Linked DNA regions of Zea mays: all the other regions are linked to region 2. A link is a contact called in public Hi-C data. All regions are on one chromosome and are shown on one strand. Each heading gives the region's core, a stretch centred on a gene start, on an enhancer-like site or on the middle of the called end of the contact. The rest is flanking DNA. Distances are from core to core; before and after follow the strand shown.

Region 1 (3,473 bases), core at 348-2,847, 86 kb after region 2:
TGGAGGAACATACCTATATGGGTTAACTGCTAGTCACAGTTTGAGATCTGGGTGGTCTCTAGATAACCATGAAAGGCCATGGAGTTTTACTTATATGCTCCAACCACAGGGGATACATTCGGCAATCTAGTACTGGCAAAGAGTTTAGATGAAACTCATTCTACGAAAAACTGTCAGTTCAAGGCCTAGTCCATTGTGTAGTTGTGGTTATAGTCTAAGCTCTAGGTGGACGTTCAACTTAACAGTCTTTATCGAAACATCAGTATATCAATTGTTTGAGATGATGAGAGTATTTTCGTGTGACTTAGCATTTGGTGGGGATTGTTGGATAAATGTGAGCTTGGCCCAATTAATATTCAATAATAGTCAATGCTAGTGACCCGCTTTAATTTCTAAGGTGTACTAATAAATTAGCACCGTATTAGAAGTTCAAGGAACAAATCAATCAACTTAAATAGATGGACCGTTGGTGCATCTATTGGGAAGTCGAGAAAAGGATGAAGGACTGTCGCACGCGCGCGCGCCGCCATCGTCCGGGCTGGGCCTCATGGCCATGATAGACCGTCGTCCGAATATTCCTTTCAAATGGTTGTACATTTTGCCTGGTGTGATGACCGTCTGTTTCCTATCTTTTGGCTGGTAACGGACGTCAGTTACTGTGATAACGGACATTAGTTATTGTCGTTGGTTTCTAGTTCTAATGTGCGACCGTTTCTATCTGTTGCCCTTCTCCCTCCTTCTGACACATGTTGCTATAAGAATGGAGAGTGAAGACTCTTCCATGTACGCGCGATACCTCTCACACACATTGTAAACATCACATTCCCGTCCCATCTTCTGCGAGCACAGAGAGAGTGGAAGAGCAAACATCCGAAATCGTCGTCCGCAGAGATACACTTGCACGAGTGTGCGGGCGATCAGATTTTTGGAGAGCGTATTCGTGACTGCTCGTGTGATGCGTTCGACTCGGTGTTGCTTTGTCTACATCCTGTTCCTCGTCGCCTTCCTCGGGCTACACATGTTGTTGTTCTTCTTCCGGCGACCGTTCAAGGGACTGCACGGCGTACATCTTCCTGCATTGACTTTGTATGGCTACATCGAACATACACACGGGATGTCTCGTGTGAATAGAGCCATTGACGCCTTGAACATCGGTCCCTCCGCAGATTACATTCTGTTCTTTCTTATTTGTGCATGTTTTATTTTTATTTACTGCTTAGTAGTTATATATATATATATATCACACTCTTTTTCTGAATTAAATATTAAAACAAAAAATGTCTAAATTTCTTACAAAATCGCGGTTACCCGTTTATGGCCGTCCCCTCTGAATTTGCATCGATCTGTCTTGTCGACCACTCAAAATGAGCACGAAGAAGAAGAATTGAAGAAAAGAATTCCGAATCTTCCTGCCGGTACGTACGCAGAATACCAAAAGCAATGGATGGACGGAGAGAGGTCGGGAATCGAATAAGGTTTGGTTTTCAACCAAGGCAAGGGGAAGAAACTTGGGGGCGGTGGTAGTTGGTAGTAGTTGGTAGGCTACATGACATCACATCACCCACAAAAGACAGCAGCAGCAGCGACAGCACCCGAATCCCCTCCCCTGGCGGCCTGTGCTTCTGCGTGCACCCTCCTCAGTCGCCAATTGCCTTCCATCTCCATCTGCGACCTCAACCATCCTTTTCAAGCATCGTTTTCCAATGGCTCAGCGAAGTTTTTTTTTCTTTGGTATGGTATTAATTTGGGAAAAGGCGCTCTCCGTTGTTGCTGGGTCTCACCTTCTAGAAGCTCAAGTGAGGTGACCCCAACATCCCACCACTCCCCAAAATCACTATGACATCCCAAGAGTGGCTGCAGCATATGTATATGTTTTGCAAGCTATCTCTATCAGCGATCTACTAGCAGAGCAGCGATTGATGAGAAAAAAAATGGCAGCTGATATTGCGGGTAACCTAATTTCTTTCTTTTTTTTCAGGAAAAAGGAGCAGCTGCTGCTACTGTCCACCGGGGCCATTTCGTAGTTTAATTAGCCGAGGCAACAAAAAAACAATCAACCAACACGCTATCGATTACTAACTTTGGTGGATATATAACAGTCCAATCCTCACAAACAGTCCAATCCTCACATGCTCAATCTACTTGAGAGCTTAACCACTGCTCCAGAAATTTAGGCCTAATCACCAAATCACACATATATCTTAATGTTTAGAAATAAACAATAATTATTTTTAAATAAATATTTGAATATCTATTTATATGATATATAACAACGGTAGCAAAGCACGTGTAATAGGCTAGTTAATCATTATTCATTCAAGCTGTTCAGGACCATTCGGTGAACTCTGATGTATGTTCTGAAAGAAGCAACCACAGGTTACAGTACTCTGGAAGGCCGAACAAAAAAAATGTGAATATTAAGACATCATAAACACTTTTGCAAGCGCTACCTCCAAATCACATCAAGAATACATCAGGGTGCCCTTACCTTTGCAAAAAAAAAGGAAACGAAAGGAAGTGCGTGAGCTTAATGATTCTGCTGAAAACAGTTGAGTGATAAAAAGTGCACATCTAGTCGATCGTCAGAATACTTATTGCAAAACCAACTGTAATCTATCCACCACACATATTCTTGTCTGCACTGAGACAGGAACCCCGCCAACCCATTGCGGCTGATCTTACCTTTACGCTTGCCTCTCATTTTTAGTGCCTCCCCACCCCTGCGATGAAGACCTGTCGTCACAGAGTGACCTCCATTTGTGTTTAACAGAATAGTGTAAGCCATGATGTATTGGCACTAGCAGAGTGTAACATCTAACGTTACTTTTTCTGCAACTGTTTGACTTTTGAGCTAGCAGTCTCGCAACAAAAGGTAGCTTCTTTCTAGTACCCCAAGCAACAGAACATGTAAAGCACAAGGCAGTAGAGCACATGTGTGGAGCATGTTGTTTTCACTTCTAAAGTCAAAATGCAGTTTTATTCATCGCCGCCGCGCGCTCTAAAGACCTGGCAATAGGCACAGCACACTCCATCATGGAGCACCAGAACCACTGGTGAGATTCCCCCCAATCGACAAGGCAAAATGCGCAGCTTGTTGGTTTGACTGCATGCCAAGTTGCTCCTCAACCTTTTTCCGATCGACGTGCAGCACACATGGCTGGGCGCGGAGCAGATAGGTGCATGCGCAACTACTTTTTTTTCTGATGAAATTTGGAAGTCACATAAGCTTTTTGGATATGAATATGCTTTCCAAAGGAAAAGAGAAGAAAAGTTGTAAAGATGTTTTTGACATTCATACTACATATAAGAAAGAAAGAAAGAAAGAAACAGAAAAATAAAGAGGGTAGGATAGTGTGGATGATGCATGCGGATATGATGCCCAAGCCACCTAACACCACCGTTTCAGCAACTGAAAGATGGTGTAAGTGATTTATCAGTTAATATCAATGATAACGAGTGCAATGACCCCTTCT
Region 2 (3,510 bases), core at 291-2,790:
AAAGTTTAATTAGGGGACTAAAATTTAGTCATTATCCTATTTGGTTGTAGCAGCTAAAAGTATTTAGAGCACATTAAATAAATAATAAGAAGACCAAAATACCACCCATTCTCTCTCAATTAGTGGAACTAAAATAATTAAGGGGCAAAAAGTGAAATTAATATGGTTTAGTCTCATTTAGTCACCCTTTGATGGACTAGAGACTAAACTAGTTTAGTTCTTATTTTAGTCCCACCGTTTGATATTTATCGTGAGTTTGGTTGCCTGTATTTGCTGGTGCCTGCATCGCGGGATATAATGAGCTAGTGTTTGTTTGTTGTCAACGAGGATCTACGCGTGCGAGGTGTGTGTTTGGTTACATGCATGCAGATGTAGAGCGAGGCTTGTACGATACTCAAAGCACCCTGGGTCAGGGTCTGCAGGCGCGAGCAAATTGGTCGCATCTTTGAAACCAGGCTCCCGCGCGGCCTGGCTCATGCAACAAGGCTACAGGGAGAAGCCAACCAAACAGGCCTTAAAGACTAAATGAGAATAAAATAAAAGAACTAATCTTTAGTCACTCAAACCAAACAGAGACTAAATATTCGATAAAGTTTTAAGACACAACAATTACATAAAAACAAATTATATATATATATATATATATAATATATAGTCATGTACTCTTAGCCGGCATATAAGTTTTACCTTATCTCTAGTTTGTAGACGAGATGGATGAAGGAAACATCTTATACGAGACGCCGGACGACTATTAAAATTAGTGATTTATATTAGTAGAGATAAAGGTTGGGAAAACCAAAAATAACAGAAGAGGCCGTGGTAGGTTTCATCTCAAAATATGTGATCATTATTTGCAGCATTAATATCTGATTAGGACTAGCTAAAATTATACACCACTACTATACGATCAATTATTAAGCATGCCGTCCGCGTCTACCAGCCTAGCCTGTAGCTGCAGCTGGGTACAGTCCCAGCGTACAGCTAGCAAGCTCCCTTCCCCAGAACAAACTGGAATAAAAGCAGCATGGGAGGAAGGATGGTGACCATCAAATGGAAAAAAATTAATAAAAAAACACAAAGAAAAAACTGCATAAAAGTGTCTGAATTTTAGATAATTTGAGTCAACACGCATGTATAACCTAATTAGTATGAAATGTTGCTTTTATGATTTGTCTTTGTATTATAACAAATCATTTTTTTTTGTCTTTGCTTAACTATACAAATATTTTTTTTATTATTATCGTGCCAACACGTAATTAGATTTGTTAGGTTTATAATGTTGTCTTATAAATTCTTTATTCTCGAAACTACAAATTACAGACTATATCTATATAAAATACAATAAATCGTATATGTAATTTTAGTATTAAAAATATATAATAACTATTATCTGAAAAAAACTAAAATCCATATACCTGAATTTAGCAAAATCCCAACGGAAATAGGACAACGGGCACTCAAGTGAAGCGCACCTACCTACCTACCTACCTACACCTACCAAATACAGGCAGCGCCCCTCCCCTCCTCTCCCCTCGCTGCGGCTCTGCTTCGCAGCCAACCAACCACTCGACCGGGTGGTCCACCTCCCACCCCATCACACCACCACACCAACTCGGTCAAATGCATGGGCACGGGGCCATGGCTCACTCACAGGGATCCGGGTCAATGGGGCGGGCACCCTCGGCCCTCGCTCCTCCACGCTCTCCACCTCGACCCCTCTTTCGTATAAAACCAACCACTCCTCCCCCGCTCCTCCCCGGCTCCTTGCCTTTGTTCTGTTCTCCATTCGCGAAAGGCTCGCAGCAAAACCACGCCATCGATCGCCGCCACCAGTCCAGCATCCTCCGATCGACTACGTACTCCCACCCACTCCGGCAGCAGCGAGGCCTCTCTGTCTGTGCGCGGCGTGGCTGTCGTCGATCTCTGCCTGGCGGGCGGCCGGCATGGGGAGGTCCCCGTGCTGCGAGCAGGCGCACACCAACAAGGGCGCGTGGACCAAGGAGGAGGACCAGCGCCTCGTCGCCTACATCAAGGCCCACGGCGAGGGCTGCTGGAGATCGCTACCAAAAGCCGCAGGTGCGTAGGATGCGGATCAAGATATATGCATGCCATGCTTGTATGTTTCCAAGATGGGGTGAGTTTGATAGATGTGCGGGGCGGATGGACGGCTGTGCAGGTCTGCTGCGCTGCGGGAAGAGCTGCCGGCTGCGGTGGATCAACTACCTGCGCCCGGACCTCAAGCGCGGCAACTTCACCGAGGAGGAGGATGACCTCATCATCAAGTTCCACGAGCTCTTCGGCAACAAGTAGGCTGCCATGCCATGCATGTCCATAGAGATGAAATTAAAAAAAGAAGAACCGTTCCTGATCGCGTATGTGTATGCAGGTGGTCGCTCATCGCCGGGAGGCTGCCGGGCAGGACGGACAACGAGATCAAGAACTACTGGAACACGCACATCAAGCGCAAGCTCCTCGCCCGCGGCATGGACCCGCAGACGCACCGCCCGCTCGCCAGCGCGACCGCGGGGCAGCAGCATTACCAGCTGCAGGAGCCGCAGAAGCGAGCGGCCGGCGGCGGTCCAGCAGGCCATCCGCACCAGGACCACTTGGAGGTCGTCGTCATCTCGAACTCGCCGGACGAGGCCTACAGCCGTAGCAGCGACGACGAGCCGCGGTCCGCCACGCCGCCGCGGCGCCACCTCGACATCGACCTCAACCTGTCCATCAGCCTAGCGGCCTACCAGCCGCCGGAGGAAACCGGCATCATCAAGCAGCCACTGGTGATGAAGCAGGAGCAGGAAACGGCGGCGGGCGGCACCAATGCCGCGGCGGTGTGCCTGTGCCTCAACAGCCTCGGGTACCGGCCGGGCGTCGAGTGCGTCTGCGGCGACGGCAGCTCCTCCTCCTCCTCCTCGCACTCCCACTCCCACTCCCACCAATGGGCTCTGAATTTTTTACAGGCGGCGGCGCCCTGCTACAGAGGCCAATAGTGTAGTAAGAGCGATCAGTGACATCATTAAAATGGGAGCGTTATTACGATCGAGACTGAGGGTGAGGGAGGGGGGCAGAGCTGAGCAGGGATAGTAGTTAACTACAGCTAGTAGTAGTAGTAGTACGTAAAAGACACACATGCTTAGGCTTTAACAAGTCTCTGAAACACGCATCATGGGTTATGAGTTGTGCTCTCGTCTTGTCGTTTCAATTCGGAGGACAAAGTGATCATGCTATGCCCATGCCTCCTCAACAAATCATGCTTTAGAGTAGTTTGATCATCGATGATCTTCTTCCATCACCTATAGCTAGAGCAGATGTTCTCTTCTTGCGGCAAAAAAAAACCCCCCGCATCAGTAGTCATGTGCATGCATGGCTGATAATGGCCTGCCTTCTTCCTGCCTGAGATGCTGATGAAAAGCAAAGCGCAGTGACCACTTGGACGGTGCTTCGCTGGTGGCTATGGACAAGCCAGGTTACTGGATGTCTGCAGCCACACATGACCCACTTGGACGCGCG
Region 3 (3,500 bases), core at 781-3,280, 82 kb before region 2:
CAAACAGTTGGTTGCTTGGAAAGGCATGAAGTGTGTGGTACATGAATTTATTAGCCAATGTGTGATTTGTAACCAGGCAAAAGTTGACCGTGCATGTTTTCCTGATCTATTGCAGTCCCTTCTGGTCCCTACGGGTTTATGGCAGTTGATCAGCATGGATTTTATTGAGTCCTTGCCACCTTCTCAGTCTTATACTTGTATCCTGGTGGTTGATTCCTTTACAAAATATGCCAATTTCTTGCCTATAAAACATCCTTCATAGCACTGTCAGTGGCTCGCCTCTTTCACGATCAGATTTACAAGTGTCATCAGTTGCCTCAGTCAATTGTGTCTGATCGGGATAATGTTTTAGCCATCAGCTGTGGCAAGAGCTCATTTGTTTTGCTGATGTACAGTTTCAAATGAGCTTATCCTATCACCCGCAGGCTGATGGGCAAACAGAATGGGTGAACCAATCACTACCAGACTCGCTTTTTTGCCGAGTGTCTGGGACACCCGGCAAAGGACTTTTTGCACTCAGCAAAGCCATGCCGAGTGTTACACTCGGTAAACATTTTATCAGCAAAGGATTCTTTGCGGAGTGCTTCTTTTTGGACAAAAAGTAAATTGAAAAGGTATGCAAAAATAGCAAAATATTTTTTTAATAAGGGAAACCACCCCACTAGCCAACGCCAACCAATGCCTACCCATTCACATTTTCTCACTATTTTTTGTAGCAGTTTTTTTTTGCAAATCGTGTCATATACGATTCAAACCTATGACCTCTCTTTTGCGAACAAACTCTTCTACCACTACACCCCCTACCTCAATCATGTTTATATTACGTTTTTTCTTCTACACATATTATAACATACCAAGTGTAAATTGATTGTTTGAGACAATAAATGGATTCAAATGAAAAGTTTGTCAACTACAAAGTTGCATAATTACACAAAAATCGATAATTATATATTATATTTACTCTGTTTCTATGTAATTTTTGGAGCACCAGTTTTGTGTAAAATTACATAAAATTTGGACACTAGTAGAAGACAGAATTAAAAAAGATAAAACTGATGTTGCATAAATCAGTACCACGTCATCAAAACCGTCAACTAAAACTATCTAAGGGGTTGTTTGTCTGTATTCTGAAGTTGAGAGAGGTAAACAACTAATTTTAAAGGTGAGGTGAGAAGTAGACCACCATTTAAATGCCAAGGGATTACATAGACTTATTCCTTTTAATAAAAACATGTGGTCTATAATTTAAACTTAAATCATGCATATACTATATAATCGTTTCGTTCCAAAATATAGTTTTTTACCCTCACTTTTTTCTATCCACATTCATCAAATGATTATATATATATGGAAACTACATGTATATGTTACTTAATGACCACATTTTCAGCTTTCTTCGCAAAGACGAGCTTTTTAGCGTTTTTGGTGGCCAGAAACTGTCGAAAATAATATTTATGTCGTCGAAAATACCTTATTTTTGGTGGCATAAGGTTTATTTTTGGTGGTTTCTGGCTGCCGAAAATGGCTTTCGTTGCTCTAATGGATTGTGCTTAGTAAAACCAATTATATTTTAGTGCCGAGGGAGTATAATTTATTATATATTGGTTATGGCCCCTCTGTGAAAAAAATACCTGATAGAAGTAACGACAGCGCAGCAGTCTGTCCGAGTGCGACTAGCAGCAGCCAGCAGGCAGGCAGGCAGCAGTGGACAGCGGAGGATGCAGCCTGCAGGTGCCTACGTGTGTACTAGTAGTGGCCTTGTTTTGGTCGGCTATCCTACCCTTCCCTTCCTCCAAGCCTACTGCTACGGCCTACTGGAAAATAACAATGCCGCTAGCTGCCTCTGCGTGGACCAGGTCCATGGCTCTCCTGCATGCGGTCCTGCCACCCAAACGACCGGGCCGGCCACGTACGCTAGAAGCCAGTAGACCGAACGGGCAGTCGTCATTCAACACACTACGTACCAAACCGTACGTCATTGCATTTATCGTGTCACTGGTTAGTTGACTGACAATCTAGCCGTTTTATGTCGTGTTCGTGGTAGTCCACGAGAACCGGGCCCGCGCGGCCACGGTGGCGGGACGGCGTGGCGCCATTACTCCGGTCGGTCCGGAGCAAGACCTGCACGCCAGATCGATCCACAATGGGCCTAGCTGGTCACTCCCATCAATGTGCGCTGCCTGCTGCAGCGGTGAGCGGTGTGTGGTGCAGTGCTGCAGCAGCAACAGCAGGTATAGCACGATCGGGCCAGCCGCCCGCTGCCCGCAGCTCCTAGCCGAGAGCGAGGACGGCCGGTCGCAGCCAGACGACAACCACCGCCGCGCTCATGCAATATGCATGCACCAGTGGTGGGTGACGGCCGGCATGGCCTGCCGGTGCCGGCGGATGTCGCCGCAGGCCCAGCCCCAGCCCCAGCCCCCCGGACCCGGCCACTCTCGTCGTCTGCGTCCGTTTCCAGCACGGAGCCACCGGATGATGGAGCGCAGCTCAGGCGGTCAGGGCCTCGATCGGCCGATAACCACCAGCACAGCAGCTAGCACCAGAAAGTTATTATTGAGCCAATCAATGCCAACCTACTTGCCATGTCTGCTGTCTCTCGGTCTTCTTCGTTCCGCCAGCACGCCAAGATCCCAGTCGCCGTTACCTATCTTGTCTCCCGCCCTGACCCACCCCACCGGTCGCTCTGCCTGCCATCACGGATCCTCCTTAAAATTTGACCCAATCTCTTTATCAACCCCTCTGCTACTATGGTGAGAGCGACACACGACTCTGGTAGGGTGTGTAAAATAGAGGATACAAAATTGTAGACTACACTTTTTTATACTATTTATAGTGAGAAATTTAAAATAGTGGATAGAATATAAGAGGGGATCTGTCCGGAGATAGCCTGCAATCGACCAGTGTATGTCTTTTAAATTTACGCCTCGTTTGGATCACTGGAATTGAATTCCATTCTAATAATAGTAATTTAGTCATATACCAATTAAGCTAATTCACTTTTATACAAAATATATTTGTATACTATTATTAGCAAGATGTCTTAGATATTTATTTCCTACATTTTTATTATAAAGGAGTAGAACGAAGAGTGTCATGTAAGTTACATATTAGAAACAAATTCTAATCATGCATAAAATCATTTCCTATCCTCCACTCTATGAATTTGAGATAGCCTTATATCTGGACTTTGGAAAGTGGTGGAATGCCAAATTCCAAACTAAATAAGTTACTTTATTGAGTGAATTCCAATTCCTTTAAAATGAAAGGATCCAAACACCCCGTTAGTGAAATAACTCGACTATTAACGGTTGACTTTGTCAACTTTGGGGGGAATAAGATGGAAACATATCTAGTGCAAATTAATCACTCTGTATAACCGTACAAACTTTTAATCTGAGTCACATAATATTGATCCAAGGGGCACGTGGGGGAGTGGGAAGGATATTTGCAAAAGTGTGGTTAGGAGCGGACAGTTAAGTTCAAAATTATCCATCCCCGCG

Evidence for each region. A called contact is a pair of places that touch in the nucleus more often than the background predicts.
Region 1: a Hi-C map of leaf shows a contact between it and region 2, with 3 times the contacts expected there. The contact joins the enhancer-like site here to the promoter of LOC100384270 in region 2. A contact is called at or near these places in 9 of 25 Hi-C or Micro-C datasets (bundle sheath, ear, endosperm and 3 more).
Region 3: a Hi-C map of leaf shows a contact between it and region 2, with 4 times the contacts expected there. The contact joins the enhancer-like site here to the promoter of LOC100384270 in region 2. A contact is called at or near these places in 7 of 25 Hi-C or Micro-C datasets (ear, endosperm, leaf and 2 more).

The regions. Positions count from the first base shown.
Region 1 is chr4:213,275,999-213,279,471 of Zm-B73-REFERENCE-NAM-5.0, forward strand. No RefSeq gene overlaps it. Among protein-coding and RNA genes, the nearest start is that of LOC100384270, 87 kb to the left of the region's middle. Within about 2 kb of position 1,598, at least 11 of the 20 cell types and tissues checked have an H3K27ac peak or open chromatin away from gene starts, as enhancers often do. A contact at or near this core is called in bundle sheath, leaf and seedling, where this site is marked.
Region 2 is chr4:213,189,571-213,193,080 of Zm-B73-REFERENCE-NAM-5.0, forward strand. It overlaps LOC100384270, which reads left to right and starts at 1,541. Exons shown (of 3, transcript NM_001176835.1): 1 at 1,541-2,076; 2 at 2,177-2,306; 3 at 2,387-3,186. The coding sequence starts at 1,621. The coding sequence ends at 2,733.
Region 3 is chr4:213,107,086-213,110,585 of Zm-B73-REFERENCE-NAM-5.0, forward strand. No RefSeq gene overlaps it. Among protein-coding and RNA genes, the nearest start is that of LOC111591410, 52 kb to the left of the region's middle. Within about 2 kb of position 2,031, at least 18 of the 20 cell types and tissues checked have an H3K27ac peak or open chromatin away from gene starts, as enhancers often do. A contact at or near this core is called in ear, endosperm, leaf and 1 more, where this site is marked.